Regions from separate parts of the Mus musculus genome. Here regions 1 and 3 are each linked to region 2. A link is a contact called in public Hi-C and HiChIP or PLAC-seq data. All regions are on one chromosome and are shown on one strand. Each heading gives the region's core, a stretch centred on a gene start, on an enhancer-like site or on the middle of the called end of the contact. The rest is flanking DNA. Distances are from core to core; before and after follow the strand shown.

Evidence for each region. Hi-C and Micro-C count contacts between places; a contact is called where the count stands out from the background. HiChIP or PLAC-seq counts read pairs in DNA pulled down with a chosen protein or histone mark.
Region 1: a Hi-C map of pre-megakaryocyte-erythroid progenitors shows a contact between it and region 2, with 1.9 times the contacts expected there. The contact joins the enhancer-like site here to the promoter of Pde5a in region 2. A contact is called at or near these places in 2 of 39 promoter capture datasets (liver and macrophages), 5 of 484 Hi-C or Micro-C datasets (cortical neurons, macrophages, nephron progenitors and 2 more), 4 of 115 datasets of contacts at active chromatin or transcription factors (embryonic stem cells and intestinal villus epithelium) and 1 of 9 other capture datasets (pancreatic islet).
Region 3: a contact with region 2 is called in an H3K4me3 HiChIP or PLAC-seq map of intestinal villus epithelium, with 24 read pairs. The contact joins the enhancer-like site here to the promoter of Pde5a in region 2. A contact is called at or near these places in 4 of 39 promoter capture datasets (3T3-L1-derived adipocytes, cranial neural crest, liver and 1 more), 24 of 484 Hi-C or Micro-C datasets (the C2C12 cell line, the N1E-115 cell line, Sertoli cells and 13 more), 9 of 115 datasets of contacts at active chromatin or transcription factors (PVALB interneurons, VIP interneurons, embryonic stem cells and 5 more) and 4 of 9 other capture datasets (adipose tissue, embryonic stem cells, liver and 1 more).

What each region holds. Positions count from the first base shown.
Region 1 is chr3:122,691,727-122,694,742 of GRCm38.p6, forward strand. No RefSeq gene overlaps it. Among named protein-coding and RNA genes, the nearest start is that of Gm40140, 9.2 kb to the left of the region's middle. Within about 2 kb of position 1,460, at least 9 of the 459 cell types and tissues checked have an H3K27ac peak or open chromatin away from gene starts, as enhancers often do. A contact at or near this core is called in pre-megakaryocyte-erythroid progenitors, where this site is marked.
Region 2 is chr3:122,727,571-122,730,419 of GRCm38.p6, forward strand. It overlaps Pde5a (phosphodiesterase 5A, cGMP-specific), which reads left to right and starts at 1,588. Exons shown (of 21, transcript NM_153422.2): 1 at 1,588-1,797. The coding sequence starts at 1,676.
Region 3 is chr3:122,762,544-122,765,618 of GRCm38.p6, forward strand. The region is part of intron 3 of Pde5a (phosphodiesterase 5A, cGMP-specific); the gene reads left to right. Among named protein-coding and RNA genes, the nearest start is that of Pde5a, 35 kb to the left of the region's middle. Within about 2 kb of position 1,353, at least 46 of the 459 cell types and tissues checked have an H3K27ac peak or open chromatin away from gene starts, as enhancers often do. A contact at or near this core is called in the C2C12 cell line, the N1E-115 cell line, colorectal tumor organoids and 6 more, where this site is marked.

The sequences.
Region 1 (3,016 bases), core at 210-2,709, 36 kb before region 2:
TTCCCCATTTTAACGCAGCACTTCCGATGGGGCTTTCTGTGACATACTTGGAGACGGCAGAACATTCTGCACTGGGGCAGCTCAGTGTGGTGGCCACCATGCAGCCTACTCAGCTTTCAATGCTATTTTATTTTTAACACTTTTCAATCTCTATTCAAATGGCTCCCTGCAGCTAGTAGACAACACAGCATGACAACATGTCTGTCTCCAGTTGGCATGGTGACTCACACCTGTAATCCCACTCGTGGGAAAGCGGGAGCAGGATTATTATGAGAAATAAATTTAAGTATTCAAAGTGCCTTACACACTCCTTGACACGTGGTTAGTATCTAACGAGACTTTTATTAGCATTTATCATTGCTGCTATTATTATTTCATACACTGTAAGGTAAAATACACACATCTGAGACTGTGCCGAGCAGAGACTTGGAGTGGGGAGGTCATGACGCAGACCTGGACATGTCACCCCCATTTACATTCTTCTACAGAGCATCAGTCATAAGGCCACACCTCTCTGCAAGGGAAGCCCGAGATCAGACCAGCAAGAAAAGCCAAGTGCCACACCCTTCTTGATGTCCTACAGAGGGACATCCCTCCCCCTCCTCACTCAAGGACTGGGTGACCATTCAGATGCCTCTCTCACCTCCTGGGCCAGCAGAAGACATCTTTTTTTACTGAGTCACTTATTTGTCATTTATTGAGTCATTATATATCAACCTTGATACACATTCTAAATGCCAAGACCTGCAGCGTGATTCCTCATTTCAGAAGATGAATGGAGCTTCAGCTTTTATTATTTTGTTGTTGTTGTTGACACTATTCTCTATAGGACAGGATCAAAAATTGTTTTAATGCGTGGGAAAAAGTTGTTAAAAGCTGTCAGGCCTGGTGTGGTGCCACAGAACTATAATCCCAGAACCTAATAGGCTGTGGAGGATCACAAATTGAAGGCCACCTTGGGATACACAGTAAAACCTTGTCTCAGTGAACAAACAAACAATAAATTGTACTTCAATAGAATGGATGGAGTGCCAACTGAGGACTAGATATCACAGGGTTTGGTGGCATACTTCTTTAATCCCAGCATTTGGGAGGTGGAGCAGGCAGATCTTTGAGTTTAAGGTCAGTCTGGTTTATAGAATGAGCTCCAAGACAGCCAGGGCTACAGAGTGAAACCCTGTTTAAAAACAAACAAACAAACAAACAAACCAACCAAACCCCAAAACCAACCAACCAACTAACCAGTTAACCAGCAACCAACAAACAAAAACCAAAAAGTAAAGATAGTATAAATAGCATGTATCAGTTCTATTTTTTCTCTTTTCAGATATTCCCTGAGCAGCGCATTGGTAAGCTGGTACCTTGGATGATGTTAGTTGAACAATCTGTTATAAAATGAAGAGCAGATACAGTCCCCACATTAAGGGATGAAACATCTAGCAAATGAAAACACAGCATGCTCCAAAGCTGAACTTCCCCTCCAGAGTCTGCCCACATCCTTTTTCTTCTTACTGATAAACAGCACTAAAGCGTTGTAGTCATTTTAGCTTTTTCCTTCTCCCACATCTCTTATCCAAGTTTCCAGGAATTCCTGTGACCACATTTAAATTGAGCAAACAGAATATGAACATTTCTGTCCGTCTTCACTGCTGCTACAAATTCACACACTCTATCACCTAGGTTACTGAATATATAGCATGCTGCCTAACACACACACACACACACACACACACACACACACACACACACACACGAACACACGCACACACACACATGAACACACGCAGACACACAGAAAAAGGTAGGGAGAGAGAAAGCAAGAGAGAGGAAGAGAGGGAGAAGGAGAGGAAGGGAGGGGCAACCTGGTACAAGAGAGGTACTCTACAAGCATTAATAAATATAAATCAATTTTATAGCAATAGATTTAAATTGATAAATATATATATATCAACTTTATAGATAGTGATGTACAATTCTGGGGACAAAGAAAAAAGGCCAAAGCTGTAAACTGTCTTTCTTGGGACTCCTAAGCAACCATTTTCCCATCCCACCCTCTCCCAGGGAAAACAAAACCCATGTCTCCCCTGAAAGCTCACACCATATGCAAAAATGACCTCTTCCAGCAAGCAGATCTCTTCGCTTCATCAAGCTTGATGCTCCCTCGGGTTCTAGCCTTTTAAAATCACTATAACCTGCCAGAAATGTTTAATGAAAATTCTTGGGGAAAGAAAAATCTTAAAGCAGTGGTTCTCAACCCCTTTAGCAAACCTCTATCTCCAAAAATATTTGCATTATGATTCATAACAGTAGCACAATTACAGTTATGAAGTAGCAATGAAAATAATTTTATGGTTCAGGTCACCACAACATGAGGAACTGCATTAAAGGATTGCAACATTAGGAGGGTTGAGAACCACTGACTTAAAGTATAATAGAAAATAGACAAGATAGTCTGGATGGATAAGTACAATACCTCACTCTTAGAAGGTCACAGTCATATTATCTTCTCTTATATATTCTGCTGTGAGAAATCTGACTAAGTATAAGCCAGCATTTCCAAAACGTAGTTTTCTTTCTTTTTCATAGGGCAACTATATCTTAGTTAGGGTTTCTATTGTGATAAAACACTGTGACCCGAAGCATTTTTTTGGGGGGGGAGGAAGGGGTTTATTTGGCTTACACTTCCACATTGCTGTTCATCACCAAAGGAAGTCAGGACTGGAACTCAAGCAGGTCAGGGAGCAGGAGCTGATGCAGAGGCCATGGAGGGATGTTCCTTACTGGCTTGCTTCCCCTGGATTGCTCAGCCTGCTCTCTTATAGAACCCAAGACTACCAGCCCAGGGATGGTCCCACCCACAAGGGGCCTTTCCCCCTTGATCATTAATTGAGAAAATGCTTTACAGTTGGATCTCATGGAGGCATTTCCCCAACTGAAGCTCCTTTCTCTGTGATAACCCCAGCTTGTGTCAAGTTGACACACAAAACCAGCCAGTACAGGCTGTAAGATCAGCAAA
Region 2 (2,849 bases), core at 338-2,837:
ACCCACTTCTGCCTACTCGCCCTAGCCTACAGGACCAAGGGCCTCCTCTTCTTCCGTTGATGTCCGACAAGGCCATCCTCTGCTACATATGAGGCTGGAGCCATGGGTCCCTTCATATGTACTCCTTGGTTGGTGGTTTAGTCCCTGGGAGCTTGGGGGGGGGGTCGGGTGAAGGAAGAACTCTTTTTTTTTTTTTTTTATATTTATTTATTTATTATATGTAAGTACACTGTAGCTGTCCTCAGACACTCCAGAAGAGGGAGTCAGATCTTGTTATGGATGGTTGTGAGCCACCATGTGGTTGCTGGGATTTGAACTCCTGACCTTCGGAAGAGCAGTCGGGTGCTCTTACCCACTGAGCCATCTCACCAGCCCCCGAAGGAAGAACTCTTAACCACTCAGCCAGAATGAAGTGTCAATATGAACTTTGGAGGGAGCGGGCACAAACAGTTAAGGCCCAATTTCTAGCTATTATCCCAGAGTTCAGTTTTAAATCAGGTGACTTCCTGGTAGGAGGAATGTGTAGATATGGGGTGGGGGTGGGGTTCACCAACAAGGGGAAACTCCCTATTCGCTAAGCATATTTAATGTCATAGTAACATATCAGGAGAGAACTGTCATTTTAAAATCTAATATAATTTATCATGTGTTGCTTTGGTCATGGAATTTTATCACAGCAATAAGCAATGTAAGGCAATACTATTTCTGAGGTATCGATGCCAGTTAAATACAAATGAGTTCATTTTAAATCAGGCTAACTGGGTGTTCCCAGTTGTACATGGGTAGCTAGTGTTAGGGTTCGTAAGTCAGCAGAATCGTGTAGAGGTAGTCTTAGCTTCAAAATTCACAGGCCAAGGACAGGTGGTTGTCATTTTTATGTCCTATGTCTAACCGAATCTTGCGCTTCCATAAGGAGGGTCTTTGGTGTATGAATCAATGATTACAACTGATGTTAGCCTTAAGCTCGGATGTGGTTTTGATGGAAGCCACTGTGTCCCGTACCTGCAGGTTTGTCATAGCGGTTTCTTCCTCATGTCTCTCCCTAGCTTGTAGGGTTGGAGTGCTTTCCGGAGTCACTGGGAGGGCTGCTGTGAGGGAGATAGGTTCTGGGTCCTCTCCACCAAGAGTTGCTTAAGGAGAAAAGTGAGGTGGGGCTGTCCCTGTACTACTAAGAACGAAGAAAAACAATCACGTTAACTTTTTCCCACACTTTCTAGTGAAGCTCCTGCCTCTTGCCTTCTGGACTGTAGATGAGTCCTCACTGTGATCTTTCTGTCCTAGAGTTGGTTGGTTGGGAATTGCAAATCCACCCACTGTCACCTTTGCGCATAGAGGGAAGCTGACTCGGCCCACAGCGCACCCCAGCGGCGGTCTGGAGTCCTTCTAGCCTTGGCCACTTGGCTTCCGGAGGGCTCGCCAGTCAGCGCCGAGGCAGATGCAGAAAGCCGGTTTCCGCGGGACCCCAAGGAGGACGCCCGCCACCTGGGAACCTCGGGGACCTGGAGGGGCGGGGCTGAGCGAGCTCCGGGGCCGGCCCGCGTCTCTGTGGCTTCGCTGAGACACTGCAGGGACGAATAAAGGCAAAAGGGGAGGGTCTCGAACACTGTCCTGCTCCTCTGAGAGAGAGAGGTGGAAATCCGGCACCTCCGAGCCGCAGAGACGCGCGGCAAGCACCATGGAACGAGCGGGCCCCAACTCCGTGCGGTCGCAGCAGCAGCGGGACCCGGACTGGGTGGAAGCGTGGCTGGATGATCACCGGGACTTTACCTTCTCTTACTTTATTAGAAAGGCCACCAGGTAAGAAGAGGAGCCACAAAGGACACAGCCAGGGACATGAAGCGTGACCTGAGGCTGATCTCTCTCCCCCACCATTGAATTTTCCCCTCGATCCAACATTAAACAATCCCCGTTCCCAGGCCCTTTGCTTCGGAAGTAGCTTCTCGGTCCCAGTACGGACTGGAGTCCTCTACTTAAAGGGAGCACAGTTGAGAAGCGAGGCGTCGGATTAGAAAGGACTTGCCCACGAAGTTAAAAACAAAAGCGTACACCCGGCCCTGGAGCAAGATTACTCTCCCGGGCCTTCTCCCCTCCCCTCTACTCTCCCGGTTTCCCTCCCAAACCCGCTTAGCAAAAACCAAAACAAGCCAGAGCCCCTTCCCAGCGGCTCCGGAAGCACCACTGCGGGCGCGTCCCTGTGGTCGTGCTCCTCCCCTGCCCGGCTTGCTCTGACCCTGGAGGGGCGGGGAAGCCGGGGGGGTCTGGACCAGGCCACCGGGAAGCCTGGGTGCCGCAGCTTGCCCGGGTCGCCCCCAGTGAGGACTGTCGCCTTTGGTCCCCCAATAGTCCTCTGGTCATCCCTCTTCTGGCTGCGTCGCCGCAAGGAGGATTTTCGCGGAGCTTTGCGGCGCGCACACAAAGGGCGGGAGGGAGGCGGCCCGGGCGGACTCGGGGACCCGGGGACCCGGAGCACCCCAGAGGCCAGTTCTTCCTGGTCTCGAGCCAAACGCCGGGAGGCCGCTGCGGAGGGCGTGGAGAAGGGAGCCTGTCCTTTAGGATCCGACTGCTGCACGGGCAGTCGGGGCTCGCGCAGACTTGAGAGTGGAGCGGAGGGACGAGAGGGTGGAGCGGAGTGCGTGGCGGGCGGGTCCCCCGAAGCTCGAGGAGTCGCCGTGAAGCCCGCGCGCGCGCTTGCCTCCGGCGCGCCGATCTGGGCTGAACTAACCAGCTCTGCTTTGGAGAAGGGGCTGGAGCCCCGCCACCGGCGCCTTGGGGCAACGGCCGTCGAGCAGCTGGTGCTGGCCGCCCGAGCCGGGAGGGCGACTCTCGCCGGGCGGGGATGGTGGACGAGC
Region 3 (3,075 bases), core at 103-2,602, 35 kb after region 2:
ACTGGGGACCGAATGTTCAAATACCCAAGCCTATGGGAGACATTTCTGATTCTAACCACCAGGTCCTCAGAGATTCAAAGGCCACTGTAGGTTTTTATAAAATTTGTGCCTGGCTTAATCTCAACTATGTAGCAGAGAATTTTCTGCATGGGCTCTGAGACAGCAGAGTATAAACCCATGCTTGCCTATGGTTTATCCTCATACTGAATTCATATCCAACAAGGGTCTAATGTCAACCAGAGCTGTCTTCATTTTAACAAATAACATCCCCTCCTTTCCTTGTACAGGTACATGGAACTTTTCAGTCTGTGGGCTGGGCCAGTTCTTCTGTCCTCCTGAGACTTCACCGGCCATGTACCTTTTAGTTAGGGTGTACCACTCATTAGGGTGTGTCTCCAGAATGAATTTGAGACGCAACCATAGTACTGAGGTTTGTGCTTTTGAGACCCAATTCTTTGTCATTCTACTGGAGGAATGTAACTGTGAATGTCAAGAAGACTCCTGGAGGTTTACACTTCTCATTTTCTACAGTGTTGAAGGGAATTAGATGGATGTAGATTGGTTAACTTGGTGGCCTCCATTAGAGAGACACCCCCTCTCCCAAGAGCTATACCAGGACTCCCTTTGCCCATGCACTTCACTTCCTGAAGCAAGCCTCCTGCCTACTCTACTTTTTCTCCTGTTAGTGTCTGGTCCCCCTCATTCCCATTATTGCGTCCTAGAGGGCTTCCCATTTTGAGCTATTGCAGGTTAAATTAAAGCTCCCAGACCTGTGGTTATTCCTTGTTGTCAGGCCCTTAGGGTAGCCGAGTTTTAAATGGTAAGTTCTTCTTTTAGGGTGTGCCTGGCCACTGCCCTCTGAGTCATATGCAGCAGCTGCATGGATATTGCCGGCCTTCTCTATCTAGTCCTGACCTTCTGCATGAGGAATCCCTGTTTGACCAAAGCCCACAACTGGTTTGGGGTTTGTGAAGCTTTGGCTTGTCCTGAGGGCAGGACTGCCTGGCTCCACTCACCTCTGGGTTGAGGCTTCTGCTGCCTCCGCTCCCAGGGAGCCTGGCCTGAGCTGTCTGCCGGGGTCTGCTTCCTTTTGGTGGAGTTGGCAATCTTTCTCTCCGCATGTTTCTGTCATCGCTTTTGTGAATCTCCAAAGCTCTTCTCTGTCTTTGGAACAGTTCGTGTTATTCCTCTTCTCCTTTGTCACATCAGGTGGAGATAGTCTCTTGACTGTTAACTTACCGGAAGTCTCTCGAATTTTCTTAAATGAAAATTTACAGGCGGGCTCGACGAGCCTTTTGGAATAATTGTAAAGACTGTTTGCTCCGAGCTTGACTCTCATCGTATTGCTTCCTGTATGACTAATCGGGGTTAATCTCTTTGAACTTCACTTTCCTTCTCTGCAAAGCGGGGGTAATAAAAGACCCACTGGCAAAGCTGTATTCACACAGACACAAGGCTAGACATGCCTTGTGACACTGTGGAAATGGTCAGTAAATACCATCTAGTGCTTTTTGAAACGACTCACGTGAGTAACAATAATGAAACTTGTAAGAGAAGGAATGTGGGAGCCCGAGGCAGTCACTAGCCAGCTCGTAATCATGGGCTGGGTCCGATGAGAGTGGCATAGCCTGGCCTGGGATTCTGCTTGTCATCCCTTAACCAAATATCAACTTTAAAAGAAACATGGCCTTCTAGTCTTTTTTTTTTCTTCTCATAATTGAGGGTGAGTGGATTTACCTTCTCTTTGTTTAAATCATTCCCATTAAGCTACTTCCCATTCTAGTTACTTACCAGAAAACCTAACAGAGCTATGATTATTGAATTACTGTTTATCTCTTGATTATAAAATATTTTATACTCTTTAGTGACAGTGATATTTTTTTCAGGGGAAAGAGTCCTGGCAGTTGTGTGGTTGGGGAAGTTGGGTGTTACATACTGAAGTCTGTGCTCTGACATAGGCCAGGGCACTCTGAAAGATTTTTAGGATTCACTAAAATGCTGAGTATTACCTCTTGTTATGTATTTACTTATTGTCTGTACACACACACACACACACACACACACACACACACACACACACACGTGAGTGTATACACATACACGCATGGAGATCAGAAGGTAAGAGTTTTAAGAGTTTTTTCTCTCCTTCTACCATGTGGGTCCAGGGAATTGAATTCATGACTTTAGGGTGGGTGGTAAGCACCTTTTACTTGCTGAGCCATCTTGCCAGCCCAGCCTCTTGTTCTTGTGAGATATATTAGCAAATTAAAATTTTCAGGAGTTCCTTTCAATAATGTTACGTTATAATCCATTGACATAATGGATATAGCAGTGTCATTTTGGAAGCCGGCATCATGGCTATGCATACAGTGTAGAGAGTAAGGTTTTATCTTTCTCCCTCTTCTCTCTATTCCTTCTAAAGGTACGGGTTAATAGGGGGAAAATGACTAGAGAAGCTTGAGGAAGCTAAAATAGTCTATTTCCAAAAGGTCAAAGACCTATTAGTCAGAGGCAAATGAATGGCCAAAGGACAAAAGTCAATCAAAGGAGAGGAGATCTGTCCAGTGTGTGAGAGTGATTAAGTGGTGTGAAATAGGACTTGGAAGAGACAGAAACTCTGGAGGGAGAGTCCCTGATATGTGGTGGAGAAGACAGCAGGGCACTCAGGGCAGGGAAGTGAAAAGGAAGACAAGCATCGACACTTGGGCTCTCAATAGTCACAGATCAGAGTCTGTCCAAGAGCATGTTCAAGGTCTCCGGGGCACAGTGCAAAGTTCACCTCACTGATACCTTCCAGTTGTCTATGAAAAGCAAAAGATCCACTGACCCGTCTCTCAGAGACTATGCTTAGGAGAGCACATCTAAAACTCAAGCTCTGGTGCAACACCACCAGTGTCCACTGAAGAGCAACACCACCAGTGTCCACTGAAGAGCAACACCACCAGTGTCCACTGAAGAGCAACACCACCAGTGTCCACTGAAGAGCAACACCACCAGTGTCCACTGAAGAGGTAGCAGTGTGTCGAGGGCTATGGCTGTTTACTCCCTGTCTGCCTTACGGGAGCATTGAACACT